Regions from separate parts of the Cricetulus griseus genome. Here region 1 is linked to region 2. A link is a contact called in public Hi-C data. All regions are on one chromosome and are shown on one strand. Each heading gives the region's core, a stretch centred on a gene start, on an enhancer-like site or on the middle of the called end of the contact. The rest is flanking DNA. Distances are from core to core; before and after follow the strand shown.

Region 1 (6,412 bases), core at 2,057-4,556, 280 kb after region 2:
ATTAAAGTCTCCTCTAACCCTGCCCCTGTGGGTTTGCCTCTTCTGGGTGTTTCATATAGTCATTTGTGCCTTGGAGAGTCTGCTTGTGTAGCTCAGTATGGCTTCTTCTTTTTTTAAGATTTAGTTATTTATTATGAATACAGTGTTCTGCCTGCATGTATGCCTGCATGCCAGCAGAGGCACCAGATCTCATTCAAGGTGGTTGTGCGCCACCATGGGAATTGAACTCAGGTCCTCTGGAAGAGCAGCCAGTGCCCTTAACCTCTGAGCCATCTCTCCAGCGCCCTCAGTTTGGTATTTTCAAGGTTCACTGGAATTCTTTTGTGTTTCTAACTTTATTCCTTCTTATGGGTGAGCCGTGTTCCCTCAGATGCTCTTACCATGCATTGTTTGTTAATGCATCTGTGAACATTGTAGCTGTGTGTGTGTCTGTGAGTGTGTGTGTGTGTGTCTGAGTGTGTGTGTGTCTGTGTGTGTGTGAGTGTGTGTGTCTGAGTGTGTGTGTGTGAGTGTGTGTGTGTCTGTGTGTGTGTGTCTGAGTGTGTGTATGTCTCTGTGTGTGTGAGTGTGTGTGTGTGAGTGTGTGTGTGTCTGAGTGTGTGTGTGTCTGTGTGTGTGTCTGAGTGTGTGTATGTCTCTGTGTGTGTGAGTGTGTGTGTGTCTGAGTGTGTGTGTGTCTGAGTGTGTGTGTGTCTGTGTGTGTGTGTCTGAGTGTGTGTGTGTCTGTGTGTGTGTGTCTGAGTGTGTGTCTGAGTGTGTGTGTGTGAGTGTCTGAGTGTGTGTGTGTCTGTGTGTGAGTGTGTGTGTCTGTGTGTGTCTGTCTGAGTGTGTGAGTGTCTGAGTGTGTGTGTGAGTGTGTGTGTGTCTGAGTGTGTGTGTCTGTGTGTGTCTGAGTGTGTGTGAGTGTGTATCTATGTGTGTGTGTGAGTGTGTGTGTCTGAGTGTGTGTGTGTCTGTGTGTGAGTGTGTGTGTCTGTGTGTGTGTGTGTGTGTCTGTGTGAGTGTGAGTGTGTGAGTGTCTGTGTGTCTGTGTGTGTGTGCATGTGCCCCTTCCATAGCATTCATGTCCAGGTCTGAGGACAATTTAAGAGAGTCAGTTCTCTGCCGTGGGTCTCAGATATGGGACTTGGCTCATTAGGTTTGGTGGCAGGTGCTTTCACCCTTGCTGGTGTTTAGCTATTTCCTGAGTAGCTCCTTTCTGTTTCTTGCTGGGCTAGGAGTTGAGGGTGGCCCTGAGCAGGCCGCAGCCTTGGGTGGTTGAGGAGTGTCAGAGAACACTCTCCTGCCCTCTAGGCAGGCGAGGAGTACAGGACTCACTGTCAGTAAGCAGGTGAAGTTCCTGGAAGTTCCGGGAGGGCCACGTTCAGCAAAGGTCTTATCTTGTTCATCGGACCATCCAGTGTGTTTCAGAAAAGAATCAGTGTGTCATGCAGTGCCATTCCCCTCTGTAGAGTGGGAGTCCAGGCGGCCTCACACACTTGTCAGGAACACGTAGGTAATTCAAACTGAAATCAGCTAAAACAGATTCTTACAGCGCATCCCTCCTGAACTAGCTCAGTCTCCATTGCTCAGAGGTCACGTGGATGAACTATGCTGGTTCCTCAAAAATAAAAATAGAACAGCTCACATCCGAGTGTGTGTCCAGAACCGTTGAAAGCAAAGTCTGGCTGGGCATGATAATTTATGCCGGTAATCACAGTATTCAGGAGGCTGAAGCAGGGGCGTCAGTGGATTTGAAGCCAGACCAGACAGCATATAAGATAGGGTCTGAGGGGAAGAGGGAAGGGAGAAAGGAAGAGAGAGCTAGCCTAAGCTCCAAAGAGCGCCTGTGTACCCATGTTCACACCATAGCGTTCACACCAGCCAACCAGAAGCAATCCCTCACATGCCTATGGATAAAAGACTCACTGCTGAGCCTGGGGAGCACAGACTGCTCTTCCAGAGGACTGAGCTCAGCACCCCCATCTGGCATCTCACAGCTGGCTTCCTGTAATTCCAGCTCCAGAGGGGATCTGATGCCCTCCTTTGGCCTCTGTGGGCCACTGAACGAAGGCACACATACCCATACACAGACATACTTGTATGCGTATGATTAAAAATAAAAAAAAAACTTTAAAAATAAAATCATATGAATTGAGGTTTTTAAATGTGTTCATTAAAGGAATATTGTTGGCCTTTAAAAGGCACATTCTATAGCATGGATGAATCTTAAGGACATTATTCTGTATGAAATAGGCCAAAAGTCAGAGATCACCTACCCCTGCTTACCCAAGCATCTTAGAATGAAGGTTTCCAGAGGCCGGTCGGAGGCCGGTCAGGGCCTCCGGGAGTGGCCTTACCTGTGCCTCAGAAATGGCTAAGATGGTAAATTAAGTTTTACCACACATTGTTTTCAAGGCGGAAGTGGCCGTAACGCATTGTTGACATAGGTGATGATAGGGTGAGGTCAGCGAAGGCCTCTGGTCGCTCACATTCTTGGCGCGAAGGCGACCCTGGGTGGAGGGTCTACCTCCCAACCAGCCGGGCAGGTGGATGGGGAGTGTCCCAGTGGAAAGGGTCACAGGGGTGAGCAGAAGAGCTTCCAGCCCCCCAGGGAAGGCTGGGGCTTTTCTGTGTTCTTATTATTTCTCAAGCAGGGCCCCTGGAAGGCTGAATGTTTAGTTTGGTTTGAGTTTCTGCTGTGAGCCTTGATGTTTGTAGAAGGGCCACCTGGGGCTGAGGCAAACCTTCCTTGACTGGGGGTGATTAGAAAGTTGGGGGACAGCTCTTCCTCCTCTCGATGCTCAGCGGAGAGGTGGGGGGGGAGCAAAGTGGGTCTCAGACTCTCAGGCAGATGGAAGCAATTTTTAGTCACGTGGACGAGGCCTGAACCGCACGGCAAGGCTGGGCCCCTTGTCATTCTCCAGGAAGCGGCCCCAGGAGCCACAGGTTCTAGGGCCAGATGTTGCAGTTGCACTGTCTTTGTTTCCTGAAAGTTGCTGGAGACCCCGGGAAGTGTTTCTGAGTGAGGAGCTGACACTCCCGAAGCCTGGTGGAGAGGAATGTTGCCCTGACTCGGGCTGCGGATGCTTCTGATGGCACCCTGCCCTAGGACCTGCCTTTGTCATTGTTTGGGGACACACACGTGTGGAGCCTCTGGCAGCTCCTGGTGTGTTTACAAGTATTCTCTTGTTTGGTTGCTCCCCAGTGCCAGGAAGTAGAGGTGACTGTACCCCCATGGAGGCAGAGAAACAGGAAGGGACTGATCCAGCCAGCCCCTGGCAGTGGGGGTGGTCCGCATGCCTCCTTCCTGAAGCTGGCTTTGCAAACCTCTTCTTCCTTCTGTTCTACCACTCGATCCTAGGGGGGTGGGGCAGCGGGCCCGCAGAGAGGAAGTGCAGGTCCGGCTGGCCATGCCAGTAAAATGGAGAGAAATGCCTGCCGTAGCTCCAGAGTTGGTTGTGGATGTGGGGGAAAGAGTCAGCTTGAGTTTACCGTTTTTTCCCCAGAAGGGAAAGGACTGTTAAACCGAAGCCTACTGAAGGAAGCTGAGGTTTTCAAGTTTAACCCTTGGCTTATGTACAGACCTACTAAACAAACTGGCCTTTGCCTGAGGGTGAGGGGCACCTGGTGTCTGCCAGTCTGGGAAGACTGTTTTGCCTCAGGACTGCATGGGTCAAGTGCCTGGGAGTAGAGGCATTCCCAGTGAGGGTGTCTCAGATCTGGAAGAGGCAAATAGGGGTCCTATCACCCCTCCCCTGTGAACCTGTTGCACTGTGAAGGGCCCCGGGTCCCACAGCTACCTCAGGCTGTCTGAGCAGAGATGAAGGGCATGCATGAGGGGGAGCCCTGTGTGGCAAAGCGGCAGAGACAGCCCTGAGAGGCACGTGGCTGAGGGGTGTGGGCTTGTCGGATGGCACAATGCAGGGAACTTCAGTTCTGAGGTATTCCACAGAGTTCCTCCGGCAAGTTACTGAACTCTGCATGCTGTTCTAAAGCCTCTCTCCGTTTTTCCCTCCACAGGCTCCGAAGTGGCTCCCAGCTGTGTTGGCGACATGGCTGACAGCCCTAGAGATGCCATGCTCAAGCAAGCACCCGCGCCACGGAATGAGAAGGCCCCCGTGGACTTTGGCTACGTGGGGATCGACTCCATCCTGGAGCAGATGCGCAGGAAGGCCATGAAGCAGGGCTTTGAGTTCAACATCATGGTGGTTGGTGAGTGTTAGAGGCCCTCTGCTGGTTGGTGAGTGTTAGAGGCCCTCTGCTGGTTGGTGAGTGTTAGAGGCCCTCTGCTGGCCACACGCCCATCCTGCCACTCCAAGCCCGTGCAGGGAGCCAGCCTCTGCCCCAGCACTCAAGCAACTCTCAAAATGTCCTCCCCCTGTAAAGTGAGGGGACAGCTCTCACTTAATGTCACCTGGTAAGTGACAGATATGGGGGCATGTGCTGAGGCAAGGGACCACATCCACTAAGCCCTCTGTGACCAGCAACAGCGGCCTCCAGCTCCGAGTTCTGCTGAGTGACCCCTTGTTATTGCCCCAGGCTTGGCTGGAGGCTTCCTGGAGGCACAACTAAGTTGCTCACCCAGGAAGTGGGGTGTCGTAGCCACTTTCTTCCTCCTGTGGCGGCCGTGGAGAGCTAGAAGTCACCAGTGGTAGGCAGATAATGAGTGTGAGCTGGATGGGCTGTGTGCAGCAGGCACAGAAAACCCTTGACACCCCCCCCACACACACACACAAACACACACACACGAGGTCCTCTCTGAACCCTTGTGAAAGGGGATCTGCTTGGCTGGAAGAAACAAGCCAATTGTGTTTGTTTGTTTGTTTGTTTGTTTAGAGATAGGGTTTCTGTTATGGAGATTTTCTAGCTAGGCATGTCCCTCCACTCTTGAGCCCCAAAATGAACACTCAGAGATTTATATTAATTATAATACTATTGGCCAGTGGCGGCGAGGGCTCCTTATTGGCTAGCTCTGTCTTAATTATTAACCCATTCCTATTAATCTGTGTATTTCCACGTGGTCTTGGCTTCCCAGAGAATGCCTGGTGTGTCCTCACTTCCCAGGCTCACACTGCGACTCCTATCTGACTACATTTCCCAGAATTCTCCTATCCTTCCTGCCTGGCCACTAGCCACACAGTGTTTTATTCATCAACCATTAAGAGAAACATATACACAGAAGGACAACCCCATCAGGTTTCACTTTGTGACTAGGCTGGAACTCGATCTGTAGACCAGGCTGGCCTTGAACTCAGAGACCTTGCCTGCCTTTGCGTCCCAGGTGCTGGGATTAAGATGCACCACCATACCTGGTCTATGACCCAGTTTTTCACTCTGTTGATTCTCCAGGGTGGTATCTGGGCAAACGCTCCCATAGGGTGACGTCCTAAACCAAATAGAGTCAGGTGGCTTCCCCCACTGTCTGGGGAACTGTGTCTGTGTGTGTCTGCTCTGTCCAGATTCACAGATAGCCTCCACCTGTCTTTGGGGCTGTCATCCTCTGTAGCTATCTGGACCCGTTCCTCTAGAGTCTTAGTGTTCCTTCCTGCTTTGAGTAGCTTCTCTAAGGCCAGGAAGGAGCTCTGGCCAAGTCAAGCCAGGCCCCAAAGCCCCACATTGTGTGTTTAAACTCAACCCTGGATGTCTGCTTAGGAGGTGAAGCCCCAGGTGGGGCTATCTAAGGATGTTGTGAACCCAGTGGTCACAGTGTGGTTTAGCCATAAGCTGTGCTCTTGGAGAGCCTCCTGACCGGCCTCCCCTTCCCTCCCCAGGGCAGAGTGGCCTCGGGAAGTCCACCTTAATCAATACCCTCTTCAAGTCCAAAATCAGCCGGAAGTCAGTGCAGCCCATCTCGGAGGAACGCATCCCCAAGACGATCGAAATCAAGTCCATTACCCACGGTCAGTTCCATGGGACCCCCTTTTCCCAGAGTGTGGGGTCAAGGTCATGTACCCTCTGGCTACATGAGACTGTGAGTAGGCATGGTCTGCGCCCCACCAGGCCGAGGCACCACCCAAACTCCATTACTAGAGGTCGCTTTCTCCTTGGCATCACCCCAGCTGTCATCACAGCCGATCTTGGGACACCCCAGGCTGGTCAGGCAGTGTGAGGGCTTGGGTGACCCCTGTGACTTGGAGTGCTGTGGTTTGTGCAGATATCGAGGAAAAGGGGGTCCGGATGAAGCTGACAGTGATCGACACCCCAGGCTTTGGAGACCACATCAACAATGAAAACTGGTAGGTGACCTCAGAGGGCCTTCCTTCAGTGGGAAAGCCCTGCTGGGCTTGGGGCTCCGTTATACCCAGATAAGACTGCTCCAAACCCTGAAGACACACATTCGGGGGCTAACGTTTTAGATCAAAAGGGGGTCACCTGGGAGTCAAGCTCCCCCACCCCAGGACAAAGGTCAGCATGGGGAGTGTGAGCAGGA
Region 2 (6,290 bases), core at 1,698-4,197:
AAGACAGCGGTATAACCAGACAGACTCTGATGATGGAAATAGTTCACCTGGACTCCCCTGAGCAACCAGGGGCCTCACGTGCTGTCAGTGTGGTCGAGGGACTAGAATTTGTATTATAACGTAGCCCTGTGGAGCCAGTGGTCACCATGTTGGCGGTCCTGGGTCTAGCACACATCGGATCTGCCGTGGTTAACGGCTTGCCACTCGATTTTCAGGGGCTTGTAGACCTTGCTGGAGTGTGGCTCAGCGGTAGCTCATGTGCTTAGTGTGTGAGGTCCTGGTTGTTAGGGGACTTGGCATCTGTCCAAGTAGACATCAGCAAGTAATGAGAGACTGCACACGTGGGGACTTGTCCGGTTGTGGGCCTCTGAGGGGGCTACAGGTGGGGCAGGATGCACAGTTGAGGACATGGCAGGAGGGGAGGAGGGGGCTCAAATGGGGATGAGTTTGAGCCAGTGCTGAGCTGCAGGGGCCTTTGTCACCAGAGACCTGGCTTGTGGCTGTTGACCAGCAGGTTTCCAAGGAAAGGCCACAGTGCCGGCAGTTTGTGTACATGTAGAAGGATGTGTGAGTAGAAGCAGGAACTTGGCACCTTGTACACCCACCTGGATGGGGAAGGGTGGCCTGGTGGCTTTAACTAAATGTTGAGGCTTGAAGTAGGATGAAGACTGATGGCGTGTGCTTTCTTTTTTCAGGTCACTTGCCTGGAAGATTGGTGTGTGTACACTGAGTGAAAACCAGGCCCTGCTGCGTGCACTTGGACCTGTCGGGTTTGACTCTGATATGTTTTGGGGGTGTTCACCGGCTTAAGACTGCTGTGTGGTGGCTGTAAATAAATGGCATTTGACCATACTCTGTCTTGATTGCTTGTCTGACAGGATCAGAGATCCACCTGTCTTTGCCTCTCGGGTGCTGGGGTGAAAAGCTCAGGATTCCCGGCTGTTTTGGGCATGAAGCACACGGCCATCCAAAAAGTTCTGTAGGGGGTGTAGGTGCTAGGGGCACAGTGAACCCAAGGAAATGAAATTGTGAGAGGTGTCTTGATGGGGAGATGTCCATGGTCTCTGGGATCCCAGCCCTGTGGGTGCTCCTTGCCCTCGCTGTAGGAGTTACCACACAGACTATTCCTCTGTGCTACCTCTGTCCTGTACCCTTGTTCCTCTAGCACAGCGCCCTTAGCAGGATCAGAACTACCATTGTCCCCACCTCTGCCCAATTGCATGTCTAGGGGACCTGGTCACAGATTAGGTACACTGCTGGTGATGGAGGGTTTGGTTATTTGCAGGAACAGGGCCAGTATGGCTTATCTCCCACATTGGGCTTGGGTTCTTGGCATAGTGTGGAAGGCTGGCTTGCTGGGCCAGCAGCCTGTCCCCTTGGTTTACATTATGTCACTGGATGTGACTCATCGGGCCTCTTCGTGGTCTTCCCATCCCACTCTCCAGCTAACTCCTGAGGAGCTACCCAGTTGGTCTGCAGGGCTATCATTTCAATACTGTGATGTAAGGTCTTTGGTGGTTTGCAACCAACCAATAATCTGAAGGACTTAAAGATACCATGTTTCTGGTGTCCAGCAGCCCCTTAGGTGACCTAGGAAGGGCTCTCGTCGTGGAGGCAGAAACACCTGGGTTTTCCACTGGGGCTTCATGTCCCAGCTCTAGCATCAGCCAGCCCTGTGGACTTGGGCATGACACTTCCCTGTTTTACCTGGAGTGCCTTGATACAGGGATTGTGATGGTGACCATGCCCCGGTGCCACCAAGGCAGGGAGCTTCTGGCATCGCCTGAACATCCACATTTGGGCCTCACAAAAGCAGCACCATGGTCTGCGTGCTGTCTCTAGAAAAAGACTATTTGCTGCCTGAATTTATGTGTTGGGATGCAATGCACACTGGAAAAAAAAAGTCTGTAGTGATCTTTCTGGAGTAGGCTGTTTTGGTGGCATGTCCCTGACTCATCGTGGTGTGGGGTGTTTTTCCCGCCCACAGAATGTGGTGTCTTCATGATGGCTCCAGTCTGCCCTCAGAACTTGTCTGGGCAACTGGGGCCTCTTGTCCACAGGTCCTCAGGACCACCACAGTGCTGGTTTGACTGCTTATGCAACATCAGCTCCTATGTCTGATTGGCAGCCTGCAGAAAGCTGCTGGGTGGAGCTACTGAGAGCCCATGGTCCTTCCAGTCAGTCAAGGAAGGGGTGCTGCGGGATTCTTGAGTTCACTGTCGGGCTGGGATTTTGAGACAGTGACTTGGTACCTATGTAGTCCAGGCCAAACACCCCACCATCCTGCCACAGCCTCCACACTGCTAGGATCCTGGTGGGGGGTTTTGTTGTTTGTTTTTTGAGACAGGGTTTCTCTGTGTCTTTTGGAGGCTGTCCGGGAACTAGCTCTTGTAGACCAGGCTGGTCTCGAACTCACAGAGATCCACCTGCCTCTGCCTCCTGAGTGCTGGGATTAAAGGCGTGCACCATCACCACCCGGCCCTGGTGTTTTTGTTTTTTGTGTTTTTTAAGACAGGAAGGAACTCACTGGCTTTGAATTCCTGATCATGTCTCCATGCTGTGGGTATGAGTGTCACCACCATGCTGAGTGTGCCCGGGGATTTCTTAGGCAGAAGTTGGGACTAGTGGAGAGATGATCACGAGGCAGGGTGGCCTGCCCTGAGACGCCAGGCCCTCCAGGAAACACCTACATCTGGTCCTATTCTGGCTAAAAAGCTGCCCTGAGGTGGCCTCTTCCTCGGCTGATGTCATTATTGACTTCGTGGCAACAGGCTCCCGTGACTAGCTTGCTGGCTGCCTTTGGGGCTCCAGGGAATGCAGATTCCACAGAAGAAGCCCGAATGTTTGACGTGGCTGGAAGAGTTCCCAGCCAAGTCCAGTTCCCTTCTATCTCCCATGGATCCCCCAGCCTTTGTTTGTGCCTTGCCTCTGACTAGTTGACCCCATGCGTAAGATGAGGTCTTGGCATGCCCTGGACAGGCCCGAGCCCCTGTGACCATTTCTCCAGATTCCATAAGGATTAGAGCCGGCCCATGAAATCTGTGGTCAAGACCTTTGTGCTGGGGAGATAGCTGAGCTGGTAATGTGCTTGGTGAATCCAAGAGCCTCTGATCCCCAGAACCCAAGTAAAAAAGCTGGGCGTGGTGGCCTGTGACAGGCAGGCAGATCCCCAGGGTTCACTGGCCCCTGGTATAATCTACTTGGTGAGAGGATGAGTCTCACAAGCAAGGTGGACAGCACTTGAGGGAAAATACCTGTGACACACAGGCAAAAAAGAAGTCCTTAGATGTTAATTGAAGTAGGATTTTTAGCTTCTCTTCCTGTCCACTAGAAGGCGCGATCCTTCATCGGATGCTCTTTGCAATGGCCAGCGGGTACTACAAAGCCCAGGGTTCATTCTAAGCCAAGACTTTTTTCAGCGGAGAGCTGTGTAGGAGGTGCAGCTGCAGGGTGAGCCTCTTGCTTAGGAATCCGTCAGTTGGTCCCAGTTGTACTCTGTCCCTGAGAAATGCTTATGTCCTAGAACAGCTGACCCCAGTCTGGGCTTATGCAGTTGGGGACATGTTCTAATGGGTCTTTCCATGCAGAGACACTCCTCAGGATTCTCGTGCCACACGTACCACTGTGTGGATTCCCCGAGCGCTAAGGGTTTAACTGGATCTCAGCCTGTGGGTCACAATACTTTTGGCAAACCTCTATCTCCAAAAGTATTTATGTTACCACTCATAACGATAGCAAAATTACAGTTATGAAGTTGCAACAAAAATAACTTTATGGTTGGGGGGGGGGGTCACCACAACACAAAGAACTGCATTAAAGGGTCGCAGCATCAGGAAGGTTGAGAACCATGGGTTTAGAAACGTCCGAAGCAAGGACATCCTGAAATGAAGAGTGTGGGATGGAGCCTCTGTGGTTTAGATTGCTGATTGTCGTCCCCTAGGAGACGGATGTTGACTGGGAAAGTAGAGGCAGGGTTCTGGAAGTGTGGTCCTGTGAGCTCGGTTAACACCCTTCCGATGTATCAGACAAGTGTTGTTGTGCTTTCTGATGGATCCCAATCAAGTTTAATTAGACACTAACTGTTGGCCTCATCAGGCTCCCGACCCCTCAGGGAACTTTGGATCCCTGGGGGAAGATGGAGGAGGTGTGGGGAAGGAGAGCAGCTAGGGCTGGGGACGATGGAATTGGGTTTTTTAATCTTAGATAAGGAGACCAGGAAATGCCAAAGAGAGTATTATGTGGAGAAGACAGAAAGAACCCCCTGCAGAGGGAAGGCCAGCACTCCAGGCACAGACAAGAAGGGTTTTGTGGGTGCTGGGCCAGTCTCCTAAGGTCCAACAAGCTCCAAAGTGGGGGAGGGGCGAGGGGGGGACGGACGGTACGACATGATGGTTAGCTTCCTGGGAATTGGAGCTAAAATTTGTCCATGCTTTCTTCTTTGGCGGTGGTAGGAAAGTTTACTCCTCATGGAGTAGTTAGCCTGTGTGAGAAGCCTTTCTTCGGATGTTGACGAATATGCCCACTGAGAGGACCCCCAGCCTTTGCCTGGGGAATGACAGGAGTGAGACACACGCTGACAGGTACAGACAGTCACTGCCATGCAAAGTCCTTGTCCATTCCCCATGTCTAGAAGCATGCAGCCTCCATCTTGGTCCTGCTGGTGTGTGTGTGTGTGTGTGTGTGTGTGTGTGAGTGTGTGTGTGTGAATGTGTGTGTGTGAGTGTGTGTGTGTGAGAGTGTGTGAGTGTATGAGTGCATGCGTGTGAGTGCGCACGCGCGCTGTGCTAAGGGTTGAACCTATGGCCTTGAGCGTGCTAGGCAGGTACTCCACCACTGAGTATGTCTATACCACTATGCCCCCAGCCCTCAGTTTTACTTTTTATTTTGAGACAATCTTGATACGTTGCAGAGGCTGGGCTTTAACTCATCACTCTGTAGTCTAGACTGCCAGGACTTGTGACTGGCCGCCAGGACCTCCAGGAGTAGATGGGATTACAGGCCTGTGCCTCCAACCCTAGCTGGTCTAAGTGTGTTCCCGTTGCCTTGCTCGTTCCCACCCCTGCCCCTGCTGTTCACGGGTGGGAAGCCCTTAGTTCTCAGCTCTTCAACAAAGACTGGATGTGCTTGTTTCGTTTAAGCCGCTGTTTAGACTGCTAACAGGAAGACCACAGAAATACATTCTCTTATAATCTTTACAAGCAGAAGCCTGTCTGGGCTTTGGGCGGTTTGTTCTGGTTTTTGTTTGCAGATCAGTTTCACAGTTACAGCAGAAATGGCTCTGTCCTTGCATGTGTGTAAGTCATTGGAAGGTCATTTGTCCCCAGTCTGTCAGCTGGGAGAATTATGTAACGGTTATGCAATACCGATAGAATGCAGTCGCCATCGGCCACCTCGGGCAAAGCAACCGAGTGAAAAGCAAGACCCTGCCTTTCTCCCGTTCTCCCTCCGGAGGTGACGGGCTTTACCCGGGGCCCTGACACGCTAAGCAAGGGCTCCACCACCAAGCCCATCCCCAGCCCTGGGACCCTTCTTACCCAATGTGAGCTTGAGCTTTCCATCGCTCTGTAGTTGTTCTGCCTTCTGACACTTCCTCCTGGAAAGTTTGGTTGTCATAGGAACCCCCTCACATGAATGTCCCGTCTTTGTGACAGAATCCTTCACCCTTTTGGAAGTTAGTGGGGGGCAATAGGAAAGCAACATGAGAAGGCCAGATGGACATAAAGCCTCATTTCCAACATGGCTGCTCTTCTTCTTAGGGGTTCAGACCCCTTTGTGTTTCCATGAAAAGATGACAGGTCCATTCCGATTCACCTTGTCCTATTGACATCCTCTCTGGCAGGCTTGGATGAAGCCCTTGCTGGCCACGCCCCTTCCTAGGAGCATTAGGCTTCCCATCTATTGATTGGCTTTAGGGTTAGACTGTTAAACACATGTGAAATACCCACCATGTGCCGTTGCAGCAGGCAGGGACCCATGTTGCAGCCTTTCCTCAGTTTTGCTCATTGTCCCCCGGCCTGCTTCATTTGTTCCTTGGCCAGGTGGCCTTTCACCTTCTTGCTGCTAAGCTTTCCTCCTGGCCTAGAAGCACAGCACTATTCCAGGAAAATCACATTACATGACCTGTCCCTCCCATTTCTTCCCGCAGAAGTGTAAAAGCCCATTGAGATAATTTAGTTTAATGTGTGTTAAAATTCTGTGAGGGGAGCTGGAGACATGGCTCAGTGGCTCAGAGCACTTGCTGTTTGGGTTGGGTTGCCAGCACACACATGGGGCGGCTCACAGTCCCATAT

Evidence for each region. Hi-C and Micro-C count contacts between places; a contact is called where the count stands out from the background.
Region 1: a Hi-C map of liver shows a contact between it and region 2, with 4 times the contacts expected there. The contact joins two enhancer-like sites. A contact is called at or near these places in 5 of 8 Hi-C or Micro-C datasets (the CHK-Q cell line, the CHO-K1 cell line, fibroblasts and 1 more).

Annotation. Positions count from the first base shown.
Region 1 is chr7:129,909,410-129,915,821 of CriGri-PICRH-1.0, forward strand. Septin9 (septin-9) reads left to right here. Exons shown (of 12, transcript XM_027425556.2): 4 at 4,003-4,194; 5 at 5,754-5,882; 6 at 6,137-6,218. Among named protein-coding and RNA genes, the nearest start is that of Septin9, 120 kb to the left of the region's middle. Within about 2 kb of position 3,307, at least 1 of the 6 cell types and tissues checked has open chromatin away from gene starts, as enhancers often do.
Region 2 is chr7:129,633,419-129,639,708 of CriGri-PICRH-1.0, forward strand. It overlaps LOC103161706 (a long non-coding RNA gene), which reads right to left. Exons shown (of 3, transcript XR_003487121.2): 2 at 5,535-5,662; 3 at 3,288-4,545. It overlaps LOC103161708 (a long non-coding RNA gene), which reads left to right. Exons shown (of 2, transcript XR_004770820.1): 2 at 696-852. Among named protein-coding and RNA genes, the nearest start is that of Sec14l1, 42 kb to the right of the region's middle. Within about 2 kb of position 2,948, at least 1 of the 6 cell types and tissues checked has open chromatin away from gene starts, as enhancers often do.